Regions from separate parts of the Mus musculus genome. Here all the other regions are linked to region 1. The links are chromatin contacts, called in public Hi-C and HiChIP or PLAC-seq maps. All regions are on one chromosome and are shown on one strand. Each heading gives the region's core, a stretch centred on a gene start, on an enhancer-like site or on the middle of the called end of the contact. The rest is flanking DNA. Distances are from core to core; before and after follow the strand shown.

Evidence for each region. A called contact is a pair of places that touch in the nucleus more often than the background predicts. HiChIP or PLAC-seq counts read pairs in DNA pulled down with a chosen protein or histone mark.
Region 2: a contact with region 1 is called in an H3K4me3 HiChIP or PLAC-seq map of bone marrow-derived macrophages, with 5 times the contacts expected there. The contact joins the promoter of Bbs5 here to the promoter of Spc25 in region 1. A contact is called at or near these places in 4 of 39 promoter capture datasets (liver, neural stem cells and stem cell-derived epiblast-like cells) and 1 of 115 datasets of contacts at active chromatin or transcription factors (bone marrow-derived macrophages).
Region 3: a Hi-C map of LSK cells shows a contact between it and region 1, with 5 times the contacts expected there. The contact joins the enhancer-like site here to the promoter of Spc25 in region 1. A contact is called at or near these places in 1 of 39 promoter capture datasets (pre-B cells), 2 of 484 Hi-C or Micro-C datasets (LSK cells and pre-B cells) and 2 of 9 other capture datasets (adipose tissue and liver).

The regions. Positions count from the first base shown.
Region 1 is chr2:69,204,134-69,208,691 of GRCm38.p6, reverse strand. It overlaps Spc25 (SPC25, NDC80 kinetochore complex component, homolog (S. cerevisiae)), which reads left to right and starts at 2,479. Exons shown (of 7, transcript NM_001199124.2): 1 at 2,479-2,628; 2 at 3,514-3,666; 3 at 3,771-3,836. The coding sequence starts at 3,528.
Region 2 is chr2:69,644,649-69,649,206 of GRCm38.p6, reverse strand. It overlaps Bbs5 (Bardet-Biedl syndrome 5 (human)), which reads right to left and starts at 2,036. Exons shown (of 12, transcript NM_028284.3): 1 at 1,865-2,036; 2 at 103-185. The coding sequence starts at 1,923.
Region 3 is chr2:68,905,190-68,909,747 of GRCm38.p6, reverse strand. All of the region lies in intron 1 of Cers6 (ceramide synthase 6), which reads right to left. Among named protein-coding and RNA genes, the nearest start is that of Cers6, 46 kb to the right of the region's middle. Within about 2 kb of position 1,862, at least 114 of the 459 cell types and tissues checked have an H3K27ac peak or open chromatin away from gene starts, as enhancers often do. A contact at or near this core is called in LSK cells and adipose tissue, where this site is marked.

The DNA.
Region 1 (4,558 bases), core at 1,230-3,729:
ACATGTGTAGCCGTATGAAATTTTAATGTTGGGAAAATTTTTTATCATAATAGTTTTGTAAATGATTTAGAAAGTAAAGTGTTGGTTTCCCTGGGGATAAGGTCATGTTAGTGGCCCCACCTCTAGGGATGGTTTCTTACCCATTATTCTCGATTAAGATCTCGGTCTAGGCCACCAGGAACATGTAAATAATAAAAGGAATAAGAGAAAACAAAACAGATAGATTACCATGAGAACTATGGCTCAATATTTTTTCTCTGGCGAAGAGTTCTACAACCGGTTCCAGGAGGCCTCCCCCTTTGGAGATCAAACACCTCAGTCTGTGGAACTTGTCACACAGATGCTACTGGAGGTGATGTGGCACACACACATATATACATATACATATATGTTTTTTATTATGTTTGGTCAGTCTGATGAGATACTTCAGTGGTTAAGAACACTGACTGCGGGCTGGTGAGATGGCTCAGTGTGTAAGAGCACCCGACTGCTCTTCCGAAGGTTCAAAGTTCAAATCCCAGCAACCACATGGTGGCTCACAACCATCCGGAATGAAATCTGACTCCCTCTTCTGGAGTGTCTGAAGACAGCTACAGTGTACTTACATATAATAAATAAATAAATCTTTAAAAAATATTAAAAAAAAAAGAACACTGACTGCACTTCCAAGGACCTGGGTTCCATTCCTAGCACCTACATGGTGGCTCACAACCATTCATAACTCCAGTTCCAGGGGACCTGATGCCCTCTTCTGACTGCCAAGGACTCTAGGTACTCACATTGGCACACAGGCAAAACACCTGTACACATAAAGTAAATAAATAAGTAAAAATTGTGTTTGTCCGGGAGCCATACATACATGTGAGTGTGGGTGCCCATGGAGACACTTGGGTGCTGGGAACCCAACCCAGATCGTCTGCAGAGTGGTATGCACTTTTCTGCCTCCTATATGGCCAAATTTGTTAATAATGGCCCCAGGCGAGACACTGAGCATCAGGTATACTGTGATGTGCTGAATGATGATGACAAGGTCAAGGTCAAGGATGGTAACTTGTCCAGACTTCATAGTCTTGATTTTCAGTTCTTTTTTTGTTTTGTTTTGTTTTTTTTGGGGGGGGGGGTTTGAGACAGGGTTTCTCTGTGTAGCCCTGGCTGTCCTGGAACTCACTCTGTAGACCAGGCTGGCCTCAAACCCAGAAATCCATCTGCCTCTGCCTCCTGAGTGCTGGGATTAAAGGCGTGCACCACTTGGGGATAAAATAGCCATAATCTGGTAGCTTAATCTTATAGTTGGCATTTGGATGCTTAAAGGGAATCAAAGAAATATTAGTATGGTCTACAAGCAAAGGGTTATTTTCAGAAACAATTATCATAATCAAAGATGAAAATAACAATAATTTTTTTTTAATATTGACCATCTCAAGTTCCTTGTTTTCTCTTTCTTTTCTTTTTTCTTTCTTTTTTTTTTTTTTTTTTTTTTTTTTTGGTTTTTCAAGACAGGGTTTCTCTGTGTAGCCCTGGCTGTCCTGGAACTCACTCTGTAGACCTGGCTGGCCTCGAACTCAGAAATCCGCCTGCCTCTGCCTTCCAAGGGCTGGGATTAAACGCGTGTGCCACCACACTTCAAGTTCCTTTTCTTTAAAGGGCATATTCTCAATTCCCTATCTTTCTCAGTTTTACAAAGAAAGATGTAGTTAGCAAGTCTGTTTCATCTGTGAAGTTGTCTTCTAACAAATCTTAGCTTAAAATCTTTACTATTTTTTAAAATTATGTGTATTTTTAATTATATGTTTAATAACTTGGTGGCTTCCATCTGTCTCTCTTCAGGGAGCACCGGTTACTTTAGTATACAGTGTTCTGATCCCATTCAGTTTGAAGTTCTGCGAGATCCAGGAGCTTGTTTTTGCCAGTAGGTCTTAAAATCAACAGCTGAAGGACTGGCGACATGGCTCAAAGTTGCAGGGCGTCTGCTCCTCAGGCAGAGGAGAGGAGTTTGATTATCAGTGGCTCACAACTGTTCCAGGGGATCCGATGCCCCCTTCTGTAAACACGTTCAAACATAAAAATTAAATAAGTAAAATACTCACGATAAATCAATGTTAGAAAAGCTTGGGAAATTCAAACATTAAGTTTGGGTAAATAGTTTGGTAACTTTCAGGATGTTTCAGCCTAATCAATCATAACTGGAGTCTGTTCAAGAGGATTTTCCGTCATTTCCAAAATAAAACGAGTGCAAGGAAGAAGGAAGTATATGTCATAAAAGAAAGCAGTTAAATTTCAATTTTTACATTTTTTTCTTCATTCTGGGGCAAGCCCTTCTACTTCACTATAGACCGCGTCCCAAGCTGTCTCAGCAAAGAACTACGAATCCCAGAATGCTCTGCTCCATAGTTGTCCGCGAGAATTCCGCAGGCCGATATCAACCAATCCTTGCACGGAGAGTCTGCCCTGTCAGCCAATCAGAAGACGGAGTTGAAGGGCGGGTAAGCAGGCGGTGGAGAGTTTGAAATTGAAAGACTGCGCGCTGGAGGAGCAGCAGACCCGGGAGCAGCAGACGGAAGAGCGGCGGGCTGGTTCCTGCCGGACAGGTCCAGTCTGGTGGAGACCGCGGCGTTCCTGGCCGCTCAGGTCGGGAGCCGTTTGAAGGGTTGTGGGGCTTCGCCGACCGCACGCCCGGGCTGAGGGAAGCCGGCCTGGGCATGTCGGCGTGGGTCCGCAGAGCCTGGAATGCGGGCGTCCGCTGTTAGCCGCGGAGTTCGGGTCCTGGCGCTGCTCGGTCCCGATCACACTCCCCTCTTCCGCCCTGCAGGGGGAGGAGTGGACGGAGCAGTCGGCCAGGGGTCTGATGCAGAAAACCTGCAGGTCTGTCTGTCCCCCAACCTCTTCGAGTCTCGGTCTCGTTGCCTGCGAGCAGGTCCTTTAGGAGAAGCGGAGTGACACCGGGGTCCTGTTAAAACATGACTTGAAAGCTTCGTGCAACCTTGTTTTGGTCATATTCTTTCCTCTCCTCCACCTCCCTTCATGCCTTCAGAACAGATTGATGCACATCCACCACAGTTAAGCCCAAATTGGCTTGGATCATCCTGTTGCTAACTACCGGACTGTTAGTGGATTATTTTTATCTTATTTTACATTTTATTAGGTTCTGGCCCAATGTTGACCAGGCTATCTTTGAACTCAAATACCTTCCTCTGCCTCTCTGCCTCTCTGCCTCCGATGTGCTGGGACAGTGCTGGGACAAAAGGCGAAAAAAGGCGTTTAGTTCACACCCTGTTGTGTTTATTTAGAAAAGGTCTCTTGTATATCAGACTGGTCCTGACGTTGGCTGACCTTTACCTCAGATTCTCCTGCCCCCAGCTGGAAATGTTGGAATTAAAGTCTGCCTTTATGCTAGCTGAGTTGCTCAATTATTAACCATTCTGTAGCAAAGTCAACCTGCAGACATAAACTCGAAAATGTGGCTTATTTGGTGTCGATAGCAACTAAAATACAGCTTTGTGCTCTGTTTTGCAGTGTCTTAAAACATAATGGGTGAAGACGAATTGGCACTCTTAAATCAAAGCATCAATGAATTTGGGGATAAGTTCAGAAACAGACTCGATGATAATCATAGTCAAGTGCTGGGACTTAGAGACGCCTTCAAGGACTCCATGAAAGCGTTTTCAGGTACTGCCAGCCCTTAACTCCTAACTTGTGGATTTTGCTGACCTTATTTATTTTTTACTGTTATTTCAGCGGGATTCAAATATCTCTTGTAATTTGTCTTTCAGAAAAGATGTCTTTGAAATTAAAGGAAGAAGAGAGGATGACTGAGATGATTCTGGAGTATAAAAACCGTATGTGAATCGTGTGTAGATTAGCTTTTAGATTGAAGGTCTTTATCGTGAAATCTTAAGTAAGACAGTGTTGTGAGTGTTCGTACATTCACACACATGCATAGACAGTCATCAAAATTCTGTTTGCGGGAGCTGGAGAGCTAGCTTAGCTCAGTGGTTTAAGAGCTCTGGCTGTTCTTCCAGAGGACCCAGGTTCAATTCCTATCACCCACATGACAGCTCACAACTGCCTATAACTCCTGTTCTATGGGATCTGACACCTTCACACAGAGATACATGTTGTCAAAACACCAATGTGCATGAAATAAAAATAAATTATTTTTAAAAGATTATGTTCCTATCACCAGCTTAAAGTTGAATATCTGCATCGTCTAGAACTATGAATATTTTTTCAGTATTTTTGAATGCTATGTGAACGGCATCATTTTATATGTATCCTGTCTTTTTATTTAACTAGTATATGTGTATGCCTATGTGTAAAGGGCAGCCTTTAAAAATTTTTTTTTTGTTTTCACATTGGAAATTTCAGCCAAGGAACAGAGTTCCTCAGAACTTTGGGGTCTGGTTAATATTCTAACAATCATATTTTTACCACAATTCTTTCCCTGTCATTTCTATGGATGTCCAGATATTTCAAATCTGGGTCTGTATCTTTTATTGAATTCTCACACATAAGCTGTAAAGCTGGAGCCAATGGGTCGATTATTTTGTTTTATATATTT
Region 2 (4,558 bases), core at 787-3,286, 440 kb before region 1:
CTTTGGAAGAGCAGTCAGTGCTCTTAACCACTGAACCATCTCACCAGCCCATGAACCAACATTTATAAACTAAACCAGAATGTAAAACTCCAATGTGCTCACCTCTGTCTCCATTGTTTCCTTTTGTGTCTTCAATGGAATCTAAACAGTCAATGAGGACTTCCCCGGGTCTTGTTTTCATCTGTCTAAAATAAGCATAAATGCGAGGTGTATAACTTCATCTGCTGTCCATCTCCTTAGAGAGGAGAGACAGAGACACAGGACAGCCAGTACTGTAAAGTATACAGCCCGGACTGCTCATGCACTTCTAGACCCTACGAGTCAGTGGTGCCTGAACAGACCAGGGCCACTTGAGAGTCAGCTAGGACCAGAAGCGGAGTCTTGGATAACTAAATGGAAAAGAGCAAAGGATGCATGACTGAAAAAGAGGAACAGAAGGGACATGGCTCTGAAGAAAGGGCACTGACTAGGGAGAGAAGTGTAACTATGGAGAAGAGTCAAAGAACCTGAGACTGCAGGATGATAAGTATAGGCCTTATCTGTGGACAGTGGTGGACAACCCCCAGAGGTTTCTAAGTAGAGGAAGGTCGTCGGGCGGTTACGGAGAGGATGGTTTTTAAAAGGGTTGTATGAGGTGTATCCTCAGGAGGGTAGTGAGTGGGTCAGCGAGTAAAGGTGGCTACCACCAAGTTTGATGACCTGAGTGTCTGTCATCCCTGGGACCCACACAGTCAGAGGAGAGAATCGACTTCTGCAAGTTAACTTCTTCTTCTTCTTCTTCTTCTTTTTTTTTTTTTTTTTGGTTTTTCGAGACAGGGTTTCTCTGTACAGTCCTGGCTGATCCTGGAACTCACTCTGTAGACCAGGCTGGCCTCGAACTCAGAAATCCACCTGCCTCTGCCTCCCGAGTGCTGGGATTAAAGGCGTGCACCACCACGCCCGGCTTTGCAAATTAACTTCTGACCTCCACTGTGAATGATGCGCACAGAAAGCACTCTATCTCCACAGGCTCGTTTGATCCTTTGAGTTAGCTGTGTGACGACTACTCTCCTGCACTAGAATGAGGAAGGGTGTGTGATAATCAACCCCTCTTATTTTCCTGTCTTGATTTTTGAGACAGATGTCTGTAAACTGAAAATGTTCATGAAAACAGGGTTCGTCTGGATTAAGACCCACGGCACTCCCTGAACTACAGGGAAAGCCATAGAAGGTGTGTAATGAGTTACTGTACTTTGTAATTTCACAAATACCTCCTCCCTCAACTTCCAAAAGGAACGAATACTATGTTAGGCATCCAGTTACTACAAAGACTGAGAAATGTACCAATATCTCATTTTTTCTATTTTAGGAGACAGTGCTCATGATAAAGCACCATTAGGAAGCAGCTGAGGCGCCGTGTAGTTATTGATCCAAGAACTTCAGCTTCTATGTTTTCCATCACGATCTCAGCGACCCCCTCCCTGATTTCTGGGCAGGAAGGGTTTTTAACCATCTCCTCTTTTAAGCATATTCCCCCACAAACAGGGCTTCTTTATAACAAGCTCTCAAAGATTTAGATAAGGACTAAATGAAATCTTAGCTCCGACACAAGCTTTGCGTGGTCGGGAGTTTTGGAGAATTCTCACTCCCACCGCCCTCATTTTACAGACACGCCAACCGTGCAGAGGCCCGTAGTGTGCAATGCTATTCCGGATTTTGTTCTAGAACCCTGCTTTCCGGAATCCCTGCCCTATGTCCCCTCCACCGCAGGACGCGGAGGGTCACAGCCTTGATGGGCGCACACTGAGATAGGCCGCTGGCCAGGGCAGGGCCGAAGACCGCAGGGGACCATAGTCACGGGGTCTCAGCGCATCCTGAGACTCACTGCGAGGACACGTCGAAGCGCACGTCGCGGTCCTCCCACAACACGTCCAGCACAGACATGGTGACCGAGGGAGCTCGCCGATGAAATCCACAGTGGCTGCTCGGCGGCGTCTTATGGGCGCCAAGGCAACGCGCCGGCTTTGTCACGACATCTACGGCGGGCGCCGGGGCCCAAGCTTCCACCAGGTAGTGTGCGCTCTTTTCCCAGCCCGTTTGCGTCATTTGGTCTTGTTGAGGCGGGTGGCTGGGAAGCTGCTTCACTTCTGAGTCACCTCTCTGTTCTCTGCGCAGAACTTTAGCCATTTCAGCTTTCCTGCTGTTTTCCTACACCATTTAGAAATCTTAACTTCATCAAATTACATTACTGGTTTGATGGGGCTCTGACCCTGCCCACCTCCCATACCCTGGTGGCCTGGATCTCTGGCTACATTCCAGCCCGAGGCTCAGAACCTGTTAGAGGTCCTACTACATCTGGTCAGAACCATTGCTTCCCTAGATTCGTATAGTGCCAGCCCTTGCGTCCTATTTCACAAATCAGCTCTGGGGTCCCTCTATTGTGAGCAAACAAAACGTAGACACCTGATTCTTAAAGTTCACCGCATTGATCAATGTGCAGCACAGAGTACAAGATAAACTATGTCTCTGTCTCTCCTCCCTCTCCCCCTTCTCCCCTTCCCCCTCCCCCTTTCCTTTCTTCCTTTCTTCCTTTCTTCCTTCCTTCCTTCCTTCCTTCCTTCCTTCCTTCCTTTCTTTCTTTCTTTTTCTTTCTTTTTTTTTTTTTTGACATGGTCTCCCTTTGTGGCCCAGACTGGCCTCGAAATGTAACAGCTTCAGTTTCCCTAATACTGGGATTATAAACATACTTTATATATTTTTAAACGAATCAAATGGCTTTCTTTTACTATATGAAAATTATCAATAAACAAGTAACACGTTAAATAAATTACTGCTTCACAAAGAGTGATCTGGGGTCTCCTGGGCATACTCAGGAGCCTCTCATGGTTCCATAAGCAGAGTGACGTGAAAACACTTGCCTTTTAAACTCTAGCTGGGTCACGGGTTCACATTATGTATAACTGAGTATGTAAGCACACAGAACACTTCATTTGCTGTTTGTATTCTCCAAGACAGGGTTTCACTTGTGGGCCAAACTGGCCTGAAACTTACGATGTAGCGGCTTTGAACTCCCATCAACCCTCCCACCTCAGCTCCAGAATGCTGGGATTAGAGCCTCTCTACCCAGCTACTTGTTTAATGCACTATGGTGTTTTGGTTTTAGGATTTATTATATTATTCAAATCCTGTTAACGTTCATCTTCCTGCTCAGCCTCCTGAGTACTAGGATTGCAGTGTGAACCACCATGCTCACCTTTAAAAAAAGGTGACATGGGATTTGGTATGCTGCTGGAAGTAATGGCACACATCTTTTTTTTTTTTTTTTTTTTTTAAAGACTTATTTATTTATTATTATATGTAAGTACACTGTAGCTGTCTTCAGACACACCAGAAGAGGGAGTCAGATCTTGTTACGGATGGTTGTGAGCCACCATGTGGTTGCTGGGATTTGAACTCTGGACCTTCGGAAGAGCAGTCGGGTGCTCTTACCCACTGAGCCATCTCACCAGCCCCCAATGGCACACATCTTTAATACAGCACTTGGGAGAAAGAGGCAGACAGATCTTTGTGAGTTCAAAGCTTGCCTGGCCTACTAGTAAGTTCTAGGCTAGGCAGGGCAGTCTTTCGAGTAAGACTCGTATCTCAAAGCAATTTTTTTTTACTCTGTTTAATAATGTGAGTCAATATTGATTGAAATATATTTCTTCTAGTTTTATTGAAGTACGAATGGTATTTTGAAAAGAATGTATACAGTTTGGTGAATTGGAACTTGAATACTTGTGTGTGTTACCACCACAATCGAGATAATAAAACCCCATTATCTCCACATGTTTCCTTGTTTCTCTTTGTGCCTTTATATGAGTGCTGGAGAGATGGCTCAGTGGTTAAGAGCACTGACTGCTCTTCTGAAGGTCCTGAGTTCAAATCCCAGCAACCACATGGTGGCTCACAACCATCCGTAATGGGATCTAATGCCCTCTTCTGGTGTGTCTGAAGACAGCTACAGTATACAGTATGTCATACTGTATATATACAGTATGACAAAACCAAACATTTTTCTTGCTGGCGTTGAGCCAGGGTACGTGCTAGGCAAGCATTCTACCATCGTGCTACACACCTGATCCATGCCTTCAGCAAGTCTGAGGTGCGAGATATTTTATTGTTGTGTACAGGTGATGTGTTGTCCCGTGACTCTCTGGAACATAGACTGTTAGAAGTCTTTGATGGCTGGGTGTGGTGGCGCATGCTTTTAATCCCAGCACTCGGGAGGCAGAGGCAGGCGGATTTCTGAGTTCGAGGCCAGCCTCGGCTACAAAGTGAGTTCTAGGCCAGCTAGGGCTATACAGAGAAACCCTGTCTTGAAAAACAAAAAACAAAACAAAACAAAAAAAAGTCTTTGATGTGTGTCTTAGCCACATTATAACTTCTATGTGGAAACAATAAACACACATCAGATTCCTGAGTAATGCCTTAGTGCAAATTGTTATAAAATATAGGAGGCTAGAGGTGTTGCAATGGGGCCCTAGGCCTTAGTACAACCGTCTCCATGATGGAAGTGCCATTTAGCCTGGGAGACTCA
Region 3 (4,558 bases), core at 613-3,112, 300 kb after region 1:
GTAATGAGGGATGAGGGGGAAGCAATGAGCAAAGACCAGAGACTACTGTCTGCACTCTCTCACACTGACTTCTCCCAGAGAGCAGACAGTTCCAGGAAACCTGGCAAAGGCTGCCTCAGCCAGGTGAGTAAGGTCAGCAGCCACAGGGCTAGCATGGTCTTTCTTCCCACACCACAGCCCCCACCGCCTACCCAGAAGGAAAGCTTTCAGCCTGACCCTAACTCAGAAACAGTCTATGAAGTAAATGCCTGGCCGCTTTTCAGAACTTTTAATAAAAGGTCATCGGACAGAAGTTAGGAACAGAAAGAGAATGAGAACTCTGAAATAAGCATGGACCTCAGTCACTAACAATACATCAGTATCAGCCTTGGCAAATGCATTGTACTGGTGTAAGGAATACAGCAAACAGGATCGTGCGAACTCTCTTATTACCAAGACTGCTTTTTTTTTTTAATTCAAAACTATTCTGATTTTCACACTTTCTTTTAATGGTCAAGAGTCTTTTTTTTTTTTTGTGACCATGTCTCCCCAAAACTTTTGGGTACCCCAATGTCAACAGAAAACATAAGAAGCAAATATTTAGAACAGGATGTAAAACAAACATTTATAAACTAGCAAAAAGGAGCTGGAGAGATGGCGCAGTGGTTAAGAACACCGGCTGCTCTTCCAAAAGTCTTGGTTCAATTCCTAGCACCCACACGTTGGCTCACAATTATCTGTAACTTTAATTCCAGGGAATCCAATGCCTTCTGTACATATATGGCCCATAGACATATATGCAGGCAATACACCCATACATATAAAATAATAAAAATAAGCCAATAAAGTGTCTTTCCTAAAGATACAGAAAAAAAAATAAAAGAACTTCAAAACAATTACTAACCTCAGAAATTCAAGGTGACAAGACAACTGTATCATAGTGGCAATAGTCTTTGAAAAAGTAACAACCAGAAAACTATTCAAACACATCAGATTAAAGCTGACAGGTGGTGGCACACGCCTTTAATCCCAGCATTCAGGAGGCAGACGCAGGCAGATCTCTGAGTTCACGGCCAGCCTGGTCTACAGATTAAGTAGACCCGGACAGCCAGGGCTACATGGAGAAACCCTGTCTCCAAGCAAACAACAAACACATGAGATTAAGCACAGACTATGTTTAATGGCATTTTATAAGAAACCAATAGACTTGCAGAGTAAAATATATTGGAGACTACGTATATGGCCTGTATAGATGTTTCATCTGAACTGAAACATTCTCAGCTAGGGGCAGGGTGGGGGTCCTGAGAAACCACTGCTGAGGATGGAGGATGACCTGCCAAGTCTCTGAGAGGAGATTCTCAAACCTCTTACTCTGCCTGCAAGCTGTGCTGCGAGCTCCAGGCTGCAGCTATTTTGAGTTCTCACCCTCTTTGGGGTAGGCGTTTCAGTGATGCAGCTGCTTTGGAATTGCCTCTGTTCCTTTAAGTAGCCCCCACCCCCCTCACAACCGTAGTCCTATGTAGCAACCCCAACTGAAACCCATTCACCAGGTGGGACTTCCGTGCAATTACGACTTTGGGCCCTCACAGCTTCCCTTCCTACGGTGAGCAAGCACTAGTATGCTGCAACTTCGCAGCAAAAATGTCTCAGGCAACATCATCAAAAAATAAGCCTTAACTGATTTTTAAAATATGAGAAAGAATCAGAGGGAAGAAAGATCTGTAACTGGACCTGCATCTCTCTGAAACTGAGATGACGTGCATAGAATTTGTTACTGTAATCATTTCTCATTTGACAGTTAAGTGACATGAAGGACACTCACACTGACAAGCAGCTGTCACCACCACCCATCTCCAGAACTCTTGAGTCTTGCAAAACCGAAACTTCCCTACCCGATAAACCATAGCACTCTGCTAACGCCCCTTGGCTCTGACCACTGTTCATGTCTATGAAATTAACTACTCCACTGCCTTGCAGAAATGAAACCACAGGATGGTTGTCTTCCTGTAACAGTCCACTTCACAGTGACCTCCCAATTCACTCATGTAGTAGTATTGTGTCTCAGCATCTTTCCATTTAAAGATGAACACGGACTAACCCTCTGAAACTATAAGCAAGCCCCCCCCATTAAATGCTTCCCTTTATATAGTGGGATGGTGGTGTGTGTGTGTGTGTGTGTGTGTGTGTGTGTGAGAGAGAGAGAGAGAGAGAGAGAGAGAGGGAGAGAGAGAGAGAGAAAGCGTGTACTTGTTTGTCCATTCATCCATCAATTTGATCAAAATAACCATTTTAATGTTGGTGACAATTATACTACTGATCACATTTGGCAAAATTTAGAAAAGCCATACATTAAAGTGAGTGACTTGTATGTATACAAACAAATTTCCTAAAAGTTTTTAAATATAAAAGACAAAAATTAAACTAAAAAGAACAAGAAGCTTTATCGAACTACTAAGGGCTCTATTTTCAGATAAAAGAAACAAGATACTACTGACAGAAGGCATTGTCAAAGAAATCAACAATAGAATGTTGACCACACTCGAGCTTTCTAAGTCCTCAGACCCCAAAAAAGCTCACATATGCCCAGCACAGGGACAAGCCAGCTGCTGCTGGGGAACAGTTCTTGCCTGGCATAACCACAGACACAGGTTTCATCACCAGCACCAGAAAACAAAACAAAAATCCCTTTTTCCCAACATCATGTAGCCTCAGCCGCCAAGAAGACACACACAGGAAAGTGAACCCTTGCCAGAATGTTGTCATTTGGGAGAAAAGAAACAAAAGGATACCAAAGGGTGCAAGGTGAAAAATGACTGATGTCGGTAGGTTCAGAATCTTCCCAGTAACAAAACGACCACTTAATGGGAAATGAAGGATTTCAAAACAAACAAACAAACAAAAAGGTAGAAATTTTAAAGATCTACAACATTTACTTTTCTAAGAAATGATGTACTCTAAAAGACATAATTAATCCATGAAAGAAGGTGTGGGTGTTTGAATGAGAACAGCTCATATATTCGAATGTTTGGGTTTTAGTTAGTGGAACTGTTTGGGTAGGGTCAGGAGGTGTGGCCTTATTGGAGGAGGTGTGGCACTGGAGTTCCAAAAGCCCACATCCAGCCCAGTCTCAGTCCCTTTCTGCCTCCTCTCTGTGCATCGGGATGTAAAGCTTCCAGCTGCTGATCTATAGTCATGACTGCCTGCCTGGCCGCCTAATCATGCTCCCACACACACACACACACACACACACACACACACACACACCCTGTGATAACATGGACTAACCCTCTGAAACTATAAGCAAGCCCCCAGTTAAATGCTTTCATTTGTAAACTTCTTTGCTTTGGGTGCCTAGAAAATGGATACAGGATGGAAGGAACAGGAAACCCAAACAATAGAAATAAATATAAGGAGTTAAGCAACATCAAAAGGTTAAACTTGAGTCTTATAGAACAATGATTATACCGTGACAATAAAATAAAAACCAAGATTGATTTCCAGTGATAAAGAAAAATCTTCTTAACAAAGGAAGTCAGAGGGATGCTGTGGAATCCATGAAATCACTACAGTATGGTTGCATAAACAAAGCCTCTATAATGATGCCAACACAAATGGGGGAACTCAAGCCTCTAAGAATTGCAGCAGTTGTAATAAATTAGTGGACATGGGAGGAATTTTAAGGAGAGAAAAGGAAGGTGTTGGGAATGAAGTAAGTATAGTACTCATATAGGAAATTCTCAAAAAATTTCAAATAATAAAAAAAACAGGAAGGAAGGGAAATCAATTAGCATAGATCAGGCAAAAAACAAAACCATGGAACATGGCAGGAAATGTCAAGGAGGTTTTGAGAGATTTTGTATTGCCCTTAAAACTATAGAGCTGTTACAATAACACCCCTGAAACCAGAAGACCTAGGTTCAAAGCATAGCTGTATCACTACAGCCTGAGTGGTGGTACTCTATTTTTAAAATCTCTCAACAGATAATAATTCCATCTTTACATATAATCATGAGAAACAATTAATTAATTATTAATGCATGTCAAACACTTGAGCATTACTCAGCCCACCAGACCCTTAATAAAGGTTGGCCATGAAGAGTGTAGTGACGGGAATGGGACCGTCCCCATGCAACAGTGGATGCCCCACTCATGCATGTATGGATCGCACCAATTAGGCGTAGAGGGTGTAAAGTTGGGGGCATGCATGGGAAGCTGGAGGATGACGAACATGAAGGGGTGAACACAACTATATTTCATTTATACATGTATAAAGCTCAAGAATAAATAGAAACTATGTTAAAAAATTAAAACTTTAGCCAGACATGGTAATACATGGTAATCCCAGAACTCAGGTGACAAGAGTCAAGCAGATCTCTGTGAGTTAAGGCCAGCCTAGTCTATAAAGTTCGTTCCAGGCTAGCCAGGGTTACACAGTGAGATCTTATCTCAGAAGCTAAATTTAAAAGTTAAAAAAAAAAAAAAAAACTCACTAAGTGAGAGGCTAGGAAGATGGCTCAGTTGGAAAACGTCTACCATACAAGCATGAAGACCTGAATTTAAATCTTCAGTACTCACAGGA